Regions from separate parts of the Sus scrofa genome. Here regions 1 and 2 are each linked to region 3. Evidence: chromatin contacts called from public HiChIP or PLAC-seq data. All regions are on one chromosome and are shown on one strand. Each heading gives the region's core, a stretch centred on a gene start, on an enhancer-like site or on the middle of the called end of the contact. The rest is flanking DNA. Distances are from core to core; before and after follow the strand shown. Region 1 holds the start of ZC3HAV1 (zinc finger CCCH-type containing, antiviral 1). Region 2 holds the start of ZC3HAV1L (zinc finger CCCH-type antiviral protein 1-like). Region 3 holds the start of FMC1 (protein FMC1 homolog).

Region 1 (3,428 bases), core at 535-3,034, 180 kb after region 3:
CTCAGTTTAGGCTGGTTTTCATAACAAAATGCTCTATACCTGAGAGACGTGGTTCGCCAACCAAGAACTGCCAATCTGAGGAGAACACCCAGTGATCATTTTACAGATTTTCTAGTTTGACAACTGGATTCTACCATTAAAAAAAAAAAGGTTTATTACCTATCTGATCAATGACCCATTTATTTCACTTGGGAATGTTGGAAGGAAAAAGGAAAAACTTTTTCCCTCCGCCACATGAGTCCATTGATTGGATCCTGCAAATTAACTGACAATAGATTAACAGGAGAAAAGGCAAAATTTATTTAGCATTGGGCGGGGGGGACTTCTAATAATGGAAACCTCCAGTGAAGGACTAAAGTAACTTTATATCTCTCAGTTTAACAAAAGGGAGGTTTTTAGGACTACAGTGGGAGAGTAGGGAAGGTTCTGCCGGGCTTTTTGATGCTAATGGCAATGGTTGATCTGTCTTCACCGCAACTGAATTAGCAGGAAACTCCCTTGGAAGGAGGTTAAGGGCAGCTGTACGTTAGGTAGGTTCTGCTTTATTCAGATTTGGAGCAGTTCAGATAAGATTTCTTTCTTCATCTTCTGTAGCTGAAACGTTTTCACTTTAAAATAATCCTAATACCAAGCCTGGGGGTGCAAGTGGGTTCCCACCGAAGGAAAAGATCTTGTCCAAACATCCGAGAAGAGGAACCTAATCTCAAGTCTTGGGATGTGTCTGAGCATGCCCGACGGTGACTGACTGCTATCCGATATTTAGCCTTGTGTGGGTCTCAGCGTCTGAGACACCTCTGTTCGCGATTATAGACAGGCAAGAATGTGTCAAGAAGCAGTTCTTCAAAAAGCTCCCGAGAGGAATTCCCCTGTGGCACAGCAGGGTAATCAACCAGCATTGACAGAGCAGCCTCTCTGGTCGCTGCGGTGGCGTAGGTTCGACTCCGGGAACTTCCACATGCCTCCATAATATAAATAAATACATACAAAAAGTTATGAGAAGGCAAAATAGGGGAAACCAATAATCACTGGCCTTTAAGAAGGCAGGGTGGTGTGGGAGAAAGTGCATAGCAGTCCCGGCCAATCTGGAGCCTGGGGGCCAGATTTGGGGAACATCCGGCTTGAGGGACGGCTGTTGTGTGCTCAGGTTACTTCCTCAAATAGAGCGAAGATAACAATATCTAGCTAGTGCAATAACTAGCTAGTACTAGTTGTGAAGACTCACCAATACAGGAGGCAGGGCGCCGGCTGGGAGCAAGTCAAGGGCTCACTCGGGTCTGTGCTTGGCGGGGATGGGGGGGGTGGTGGAGAATAGAAGACTCCTCAAGAGGGCTCCCAAGACTCGCGTTATTCGCCACTTGGGCTGGCTTTAAAACTCCCTCAGAGCCCCGAGATGATTTTTAGTTTCTCTTCTCTCCGAAGCAGCCTCGCGGTGCCCAGCTGGGGAACCTGACCTTCGCGGAGCAGAGAACCGAGAGGGAGCCGTCCGACTGTCGCCGGCGGATTAGTCCCAGCCTGTTCGCTCTCTTTCCAGTTGCTCGCCGTCGCGATTGATTTTAAGTTGACACAAGGACCGGGTCGGTGCGATCTGGACTCTCGACCCAAGCCTTGGAGGAAACCGAAACCTCCGGGCTCAGCTAACAGCGGCGGAGAGCGCACGCTCGCTCGCTCGCCCCGGGCGCGCCCAGCCCGCGCGCCGCCCGCTCCCGCCCCCGGGATTCTAGTAAGTTTCGATTCTCCCCAGAGCGGAGTCCCGCGCCGCCGCGGCCAGGCCAGCGCAGGGAGCCATGGCTGACCCGGGGGTGTGCTGCTTCATCACCAAAATCCTGTGCACCCACGGGGGCCGTATGGCCCTGGAGGAGCTGCTGCAAAAGGTGAAGCTCTCCGAGGCGCAGCTCTGCGAGGTGCTGACAACCGCCGGGCCCGACCGCTTCGTGCTGTTGGAGACCGGCGGCAAGGCGGGGGTCACCCGGTCCGTGGTGGCCACCACTCGAGTCCGGGTCTGCCGTCGCAAGTACTGCAACAGACAGTGCGGCAACCTGCACCTCTGCAAGCTCAACCTGTTGGGCCGGTGCCACTATTCGCAGTCGGAGCGGTGAGTGCCCTGAGCGGGAGGGGCGGCTCCCCGGGTGGTGGTCGGGGAGGACTCGCGGCTGCTGCTCCGGGAGGGGCGCGCCCTCGCGGGGACCTCGCACCCCGTGCCGCGTCCTCCAGACGTTCACATCTTCGCTCCCCTTCTTGCTGGGCCCGCGCTTCTTCGCCTGGAGGGTCCTTTCCTTCGGGCGCCGTCAGACCTTTCCTGAATATGGCTAGCGCGCTATTGCCCTGGTGGAGACGACGATTAACCCCACGTCCTTAAGAATAAAGTACTTTTGGGTAAACCGGGGCCTAGAGAATTTGGAAGCAGGTTTGGGAAGGAAAGAAAATGCCCCCACTCTCTGGAATCTTGAGTCTTTCCCTCTCGGTCCCTCCGCACACACCCCCCCGCCCCCCGCCCCGCTCCAGCTCCCAGGCGTTCTGTGGTCTTTGCATCCGATTCTCTCTCCACCGCAGAGGGTCCCTGCTTGGCCCTCCATCGGTGCCTCCTTTCTCCTCGTTATCATTCTTCTGATATCTGACTGTAGACCGCACCACCAGACTAGAATGGTCCCATTCAAGGTCATTGATGATGGGTCCTCCACCAGAGTTGCTTCCCCAAGACCCCCCCACCCCCACCCCGTGGTGACTCACACGGTTGACCACCCACTCTTGGGACCACTTTGAACAGGGTGGCAGATCTCCCGGGCAGCTGCTTCTGTGTTTCCACTTGTTCTTTTTTGCCTCCTGATACCGATGTGGCCCAAGGTTTGGGTTAAGCCTTTTGACGTACCTGTCTGCCAAGTCTCCCCGTGGGAGCACTCTCCCTTTGGGTTCAGTTGTCACATGTACAAAGATGGCCTCCTTGTGTACATTCGCTGTCCAGGCCTTCCTGCTGATTCTAGGTTCTTGTCTCCCGGTGTCTGAGGAGCATCTGTGCCTGCATATCTTGTCAATAGGAGTCAAATTCATCCTCTGACATGCCCCCCAACCTCTTCTGCTTCACAGTACTTTCGGGACCCCTTAATCACCCAGCCCTCCTGTTCCTGTCAGGTTCCTACTTCTCATCTCACTTCTAAATGAATGCCTTGTTGAATGAATGAGTGACTTCCTCAAACTGTCGTCTTTCTCCTCACTTTTTCTATCTGTATGTACTTCTGCTAAATTACTTTTCCTGATGTAGTACTTTTCACACTTCACCCACCCCTCCTTAAAACTTGAAGTGGTGTCTTAGTGCCCAAAAAGGGTGATCATCAAACTTTTTGTGATGCACGAATGGGCAAAAACCTTTAGATCACTCACCCCCAGTATTTGTGATAAAACAGTACAAAAAGAGATGTTTTAAATGGATGAAG
Region 2 (3,050 bases), core at 407-2,906, 240 kb after region 3:
ACAGTTACTTTTGTTAGTTATGAAAATAACATTAGGATTATGTAGGAAAAGGTAACTTTTTTGTTTTGTTTTTTTTGTCTTTTTAGTTATTTCTCGGGCCGCTCCCGCGGCATATGGAGGTTCCCAGGCTAGGGGTCAAATCGGAGCTGTAGCTGCTGGCCTACGCCAGAGCCACAGCAACTCGGGATCCAAGCCACGTCTGCAACCTACACCACAGCTCACGGCAACACTGGATCATTAACCCACTGAGCAAGGGCAGGGACCGAACCCGCAACCTCATGGCTCCTAGTCGGATTCATTAACCACTGTACCACGACGGGAACTCCCTTTTTTTTTTTGGTACCGTTTTTAAAAGTCATGCCTACTGAAGTGTTTAGGATTGAAGTATTTAGAAACTGGAATGGAAACTTTTACAAATTCTCAGCCAAAACAATCAGGCAAATAAAGTAGGATGTGCTAAGATTTTCTAGCTATAGGAAACATATATGGATGCATATTTCACTCTCTTCTAATATACCGCTTGAAAAATTCTGTGCTACAATTTTTTTTTTTTTGGAAACAACAAACAAACAAAAAACACCTATTCTGCAGTATAGCCAGGCACTGCTTTTAAGTGTTGAGGATACAGCAAGGAACAAAACACATGAGATTTCTGCTTCCACACTCTTGAATATGTAAATAAGAAAACGTGTGATAAGCTCCATACAGAGACTGGGAGCTGCTTTCGATTGGGAGGTTAGGAAAGACCACATTGCAGAGAAGATATTTAAGCTCAGACTTGAATGACAAAAAGGAGACATCTAGCTGGGGGTGGGGGTGGCCTCATTCTAGGCAGAGGGGTCACTCCCCAGCCTTCAGTAAATCCATATTCCTTCCTTACATCCTTTTTGCTTTTCAGGACCGCTCCTGCAGCATATGGAGGTTCCCAGGCCAGCGGTAGAATCAGAGGCACAGCTGCTGGTTGACGCCACAGCAATGCGGGATCTGAGCCGAGTCTGCGACCTACACCACAGCTCACGGCAATACTGGATCCTTAACCCACTGAGCGAGGCCAGGGATGGAACTCACATCCTCATGGATACTAGCCGGGTTGGTAACCTGCTGAACCCCAACAGGAACTCCTGGTAAGTCCAAATTTCTTCATGAGGCAGAGAAATCGGCCGGTCGCCCTCCTCTTTAGTTTCTTTACATGACATCAACTCATTTAATCTTCACGACCACCCTGGAAGACAGCAGCTCCCCTCACTGAGTTCCTCAGTTATGTTTTATTCATCTCTGCACTCTGACACGCATCAGCAGTTGGCTCAAATGATTTAATGCTCATTGAAAATCAGTATGGTGTTGGGCAAAAAGCCCCTCAGCGAATGTTCAGGTCTAAATCAGTGCTGTCCAACAGAAATAGAAACTGAGGAGCTCCTTCGTAGTGGCGCAGTGGCAATGAATCCGACTAGGAAACATGAGGTTTCGGGTTCAATCCCTGGCCTTACTCCGTGGGTTAAGGATCAGCCGTTGCTATGAGCTGTGGTGTAGGTCACAGACCCAGCCCGGATCTGGCGTGGCTGTGGCTGTGGTGTAGGCCGGCAGTTACAGCTCTGATTAGACCCCTAGCCTGGGAACCTCCATATGCTGCGGGTGCGGTCCTGAAAAGACAAAAACAAAAGAAAAAGAAAGAAATATAAAGTGAGCAGTGCATGCAATTGAACATTTTCTCATCACGACATGAGAAGTAAAAGAAACATGAAATTATAGTATCATTTTATTTAATATTATCAATGTAACATGACGAATACAGTCATTAATGAGGTAGTTGACACTCTACAGTCCAAAGCGCCCCAATCCAGTGTGTGTATATTTCACACACCCCAATTCGGACTGGTCACATTTCAAGGGCTCAACAGCCTCCCGTGGCTAGTGACTGCCTCCTGACATCTTCCCCTCCCAACCACCTAAGACCCCGCAGCTCTATGCACCTTCTACCACATTACCTGTTCCACCGTCTTTGCAGCCCTTACCAAGTATCTCAAATTCTCCGCGACTATACAAATCCCTCCAGGCGAGGACTCAGGGTTCCTGGCCCAGAGCAGGCGCACCATCAGTACTGTCCCTGCCTGATCCGCACCCAAGAGGACCCAGACCCCGGGGCCCTCTTCTCCGCGCCGCGGCCCACGGCGGCCGCCTTTCGCCCGCCCTCCAGGCGCGTTCCTGGGAAGCGGGTTTGAAGTCATGGACGTGACTGGGAGGAGTCTGCCCGCCTCGGATTTCCGCGCTCGGCCGCGCAGGGAGCGGGGCAGCGACGATGGCGGAGCCCACCGTGTGCTCCTTCCTCACCAAGGTGCTGTGCGCCCACGGCGGCCGCATGTTCCTGCAGGACCTGCGCGGCCACGTGGAGCTCTCGGAGGCCCGGCTCCGGGACGTGCTGCGCCAGGCGGGGCCCGACCGCTTCCTGCTGCAGGAGGTGGAGGTGCGGGAGGGCCCGTGGGACGCCGAGGCCGAGGTGGCGGCCGGAGCGGGCGGCGGCGGCGGTCCTTGGCCTGGAGGGTGGTGGCCGTGTCCTCCGCGCGCGTCTGCGCCCGCTACCAGCGCGGCGAGTGCCAGGCCTGCGACCAGCTGCACCTCTGCCACCGCCACATGCTGGGCAAGTGCCCAAACCGCGACTGCTGGTGAGGCTGCAGGGAGGTGGGGGGCAGGGCGGCAGGCGGGACGCAGCGGGGCCCGGAAGGAAAGAGAAAAGCGATAGTTGGTCCGGGCGACTCCCCTCCGGCAGGGTGGAAGGGAAGCCTGGGGAAGGGACCCCTCCGCGTCCTCCAGGGGAGGCCTCCCTCGTGCCCCCTGCTCCGCTGCGGAGCGAGGCGAAAGTTAGTCTTGGTTTGCATTTCTCAGCCACATCCCCCGACCCCCCACTTGCAGCTTCTGCCCCCCCGGGATCCTCCACGACAAGGCCGGGATAAATCAAGACTGGAGCTTTTTGGTTTGTTTCCTGCAGTGGTCCTTTTAAGGCCATTTGCAGACCGCACGAGATGCACGGAGCCTTTATTCAGAGATTGGCCCTT
Region 3 (3,082 bases), core at 181-2,680:
TAGGCTAACTTCCTAGAAGCCCCTAATATTGTGGCCTTTTAAAAACTAGTTGAACTTTAGTTCTAAAATTTTGCATTCTTGGACCTCCTGTGTGGCTCACATAACATTTTACATTCTAACTTCCATGGCTCAGAAAAATCAAAAGCACAAGGGTTCTCCGACATCACCCAAAGGACTCTAAGTTTCCTTCCTTCAGGTGAGAGCCGACTCAGCTGACAAGAGCCAAGATCAAGTAAGCAATTAAATGGAAGACTCTTATTTGTGAACCAAGTTACCTAGACTCTAGTAGTTCCTACACATGTGCTTGTACAGGTCAACTGTCCCTGAGCCTCAGTTGCCCCATTTGAGAAAAATGATCTGCCGTCTGATCTTGCTTAAGGGGTAGGTGTGGGTTGGGCAGATTTCTCAAGGGATTTTCCAAGATGGCCTCCCATAAGTTCCTATTTACCTCCGACACGTGGAAAATCGGCACCTGGCCATAAATCGTGTTAATGTTGTAAGTCACAGTACCACCTCAGTAGAGGTTTCTAGTTGACCTTTTTTTGCCGGGGGGGGTGGTGGTGGTGGTGGTGGTGGTGGTGGTGGTGGTGGTGTCTTTTTTGTCTTTTTAGGACCACACCTGTGCCACAGGGAAGTTCCCAGGCCAGGGGTCTAATCCGAGCTGCAGCTGCTGCCCTACACCACAGCCACAAAGCTGGATCCAAGCCACGTCTGCACATACACCACAGCTCATGGCCATGCAGGATCTTTAACCCACTGACCGAGGCCAGGGATTGAACCCACATCCTCATGGATACCAGTCCGGTTGCTACCGCTGAGCCACGATGGGAACTCCCTACTCTTCGAGAAGCTCTGCACCAAAAACTGCCTCTCAGAATAGCTCTCCTAGGGGAAGAGAAGGGTTGGATAGATCCTGTGGTTAGTGACCCTACACTGCCCACCAAAAATATCTTTTGTCCCTCTTTCCACCACTTCAGTTTCTTCTCACTGTCCCCTCCGCACATGCCAATAAAATCCTCAGGGGGCGATTCCACCCTAGGAAGATCTTGCTCTCCCTGGACCCTGGGTTGGCTCTCAGACTTAGGCTGCAGACCAAGGCCGAGGGGCTGGAGCTTTCTGCAGGGAAGCAGGGCCTCAGAAATGAGCGCTCAAGCCCGGAGCGCTGCACTTCCGCCCAGACCGACTCTCCCTCCCTTCCCAGGAAAGCGGAGGCTGGAGCACCCGGACACTGGCTTCCGTACCCGATGTGCACGGAAAGCTTTCACGAGGTACCGATAGGCCGCGGTGTCACGATAGTGTCGGCCCGTGGCCGCGTTCAAGTAGCGCAGCTCCCGTAGAAGGCCTCGCCAAGTGCGCACGGGTGAGCCTAAGGCCGCCATTTTCCTGTCCTCGGAGACCGGGGCGGGGCGGCGCCCTGAGGCCCCTCTTACGCCTGCTCCCCACCCCCCGCCCTGCCGATTAGTGGTACGGTCGCAACAGACTGCTGGCTCCCCCTATTCATTGCAGGGCAGTGGAATGTCTCACTTCCCTTCTTTGAGGAGCATTATTAATCGAACGTCGAGCGACACCTTAAGGAATTAAGAGAAAAGCAAACGAAAGCCGAGTGTAACTGAATACCCTGGAGAAAGGTCAGGCGAGGGAAAAGGAGGTCCTTTCTTGACTGCGTCACTTCAGACGCCATTAACTGACCGGCCGCTGAGTCTGGAGAAAATGAGGGAATGTCGGAAGTGGGTGTCGATTTGAAATAGAAAGCTGAGAAGATATATCTGTTTTTTTGTTTCTAGAGGGAATATCAAAACTCAGCATATTGACTTCCTAGAGATCTTAACAGGACTGCGGCTCAGACAAGGAAACGGGAGTATGTTGATTCTCGCAAACTAGCCCCACACCTAGAAGAAAATCGTAGACACTTTTCTCATCGTTAAAAAGTTAGCATGTGTCACTAAAGTTATGTGTAAGGGGGAAGAGGCAAAAGTTTCACTGAGAAGTTCACCTAAAATTTCAACCACCCCAGATGGGACTCGAACCCACAATCCCTGGCTTAGGAGGCCAATGCCTTATCCATTAGGCCACTGGGGCTGCTGCGAAAGACGTGCTCAAACAACGTATTCAATTTTTTTCCTGCTTTGTACGTCATCGTCACTTAGGTCTTTTTTTTGACCTATCCTAGGAGATCACACTTAGCACCAATATAAAGGGCGAGGCATGCTGGGAGTTGTAGTTCAGAGAACCAAATTCGCGTTACAGCTCCAAAGGCTTTACCCTCGAAATAGCACCGATGCGCCGGACGGAGAACGGGCACGCGCACAGTTTTGCGTATGCGTTTGCCTGCGCGACAGCCCCCGCGCCTGCGCAAAAGGGCACGTACGACAACGCTGAGCCGAAGGCGCTGGAAACGCTTGGGGAATCTGGGAGATTGGCCCTCCGAGCTTCTGCTCCTTTGCGTTTTTTACAGGAAACAGCCGGCCCCTTCCGGTATTGCGGCTTTCCTACCTGCTAGCTCGGCCCCAGCCTGCCGCTAGGTGGCGTTGGTAGCGGTCATTTTCTGTTTCCGGTTGAAACAGGCCATTTCCGCAGAGCCAGGAGTCAGGCAGAAATGGTTACATGGCCTTCTGTGTTGGCGGGCCAGTGGTAAACATGGGGCGGCAGGAAGTAGTTCAATTCATTAGGAATTAGTTAATTCGAAATAATTAGGAGTTAATTTTCTGGTTCTGTTCATTACTGAATAACTTGGACAAGTCACTTCTGAGTTTCACGACCTTACCCTTTGCTTAACATGTCTCAGTGGCTCCGCATTGCCCCTAAGATAAATTTCAGACCACTGGACCCTGCCTAAATTGACCCTCGTCTTTATCTTAACGTTTATGTCTCGCTGTTCATCCTCTGCCCCGTATCTGAACTTCTCTCGTTGTTTTTCCATATTTATGTTATTCTCTTTGTGCGAATCTTAACCATTTGCATTAATTCTATTTACCTTTTGGGCCTCGAGCTTCCTCGGGAAGTCTAGGTCAGACATTTCCTCAGGCCTTTATGGTCAGTATGGCAAGATTAAAATGATTCGCCTCCTCTGCGCTCATCTACA

Evidence for each region. HiChIP or PLAC-seq counts read pairs in DNA pulled down with a chosen protein or histone mark.
Region 1: a contact with region 3 is called in an H3K27ac HiChIP or PLAC-seq map of alveolar macrophages. The contact joins the promoter of ZC3HAV1 here to the promoter of FMC1 in region 3. A contact is called at or near these places in 2 of 5 promoter capture datasets (fetal liver and liver) and 2 of 2 datasets of contacts at active chromatin or transcription factors (alveolar macrophages and skeletal muscle).
Region 2: an H3K27ac HiChIP or PLAC-seq map of alveolar macrophages shows a contact between it and region 3. The contact joins the promoter of ZC3HAV1L here to the promoter of FMC1 in region 3. A contact is called at or near these places in 1 of 5 promoter capture datasets (fetal liver) and 1 of 2 datasets of contacts at active chromatin or transcription factors (alveolar macrophages).

What each region holds. Positions count from the first base shown.
Region 1 is chr18:10,530,738-10,534,165 of Sscrofa11.1, forward strand. It overlaps ZC3HAV1 (zinc finger CCCH-type containing, antiviral 1), which reads left to right and starts at 1,785. Exons shown (of 13, transcript NM_001177489.1): 1 at 1,785-2,092. The coding sequence starts at 1,785.
Region 2 is chr18:10,590,888-10,593,937 of Sscrofa11.1, forward strand. It overlaps ZC3HAV1L (zinc finger CCCH-type antiviral protein 1-like), which reads left to right and starts at 1,657. Exons shown (of 6, transcript XM_021079067.1): 1 at 1,657-2,525; 2 at 2,528-2,660. The coding sequence starts at 2,297.
Region 3 is chr18:10,348,942-10,352,023 of Sscrofa11.1, forward strand. It overlaps FMC1 (protein FMC1 homolog), which reads right to left and starts at 1,431. Exons shown (of 2, transcript XM_005657736.3): 1 at 1,242-1,431. The coding sequence starts at 1,379. It overlaps TRNAR-CCU (a tRNA gene), which reads right to left and starts at 2,079; the gene lies at 2,007-2,079.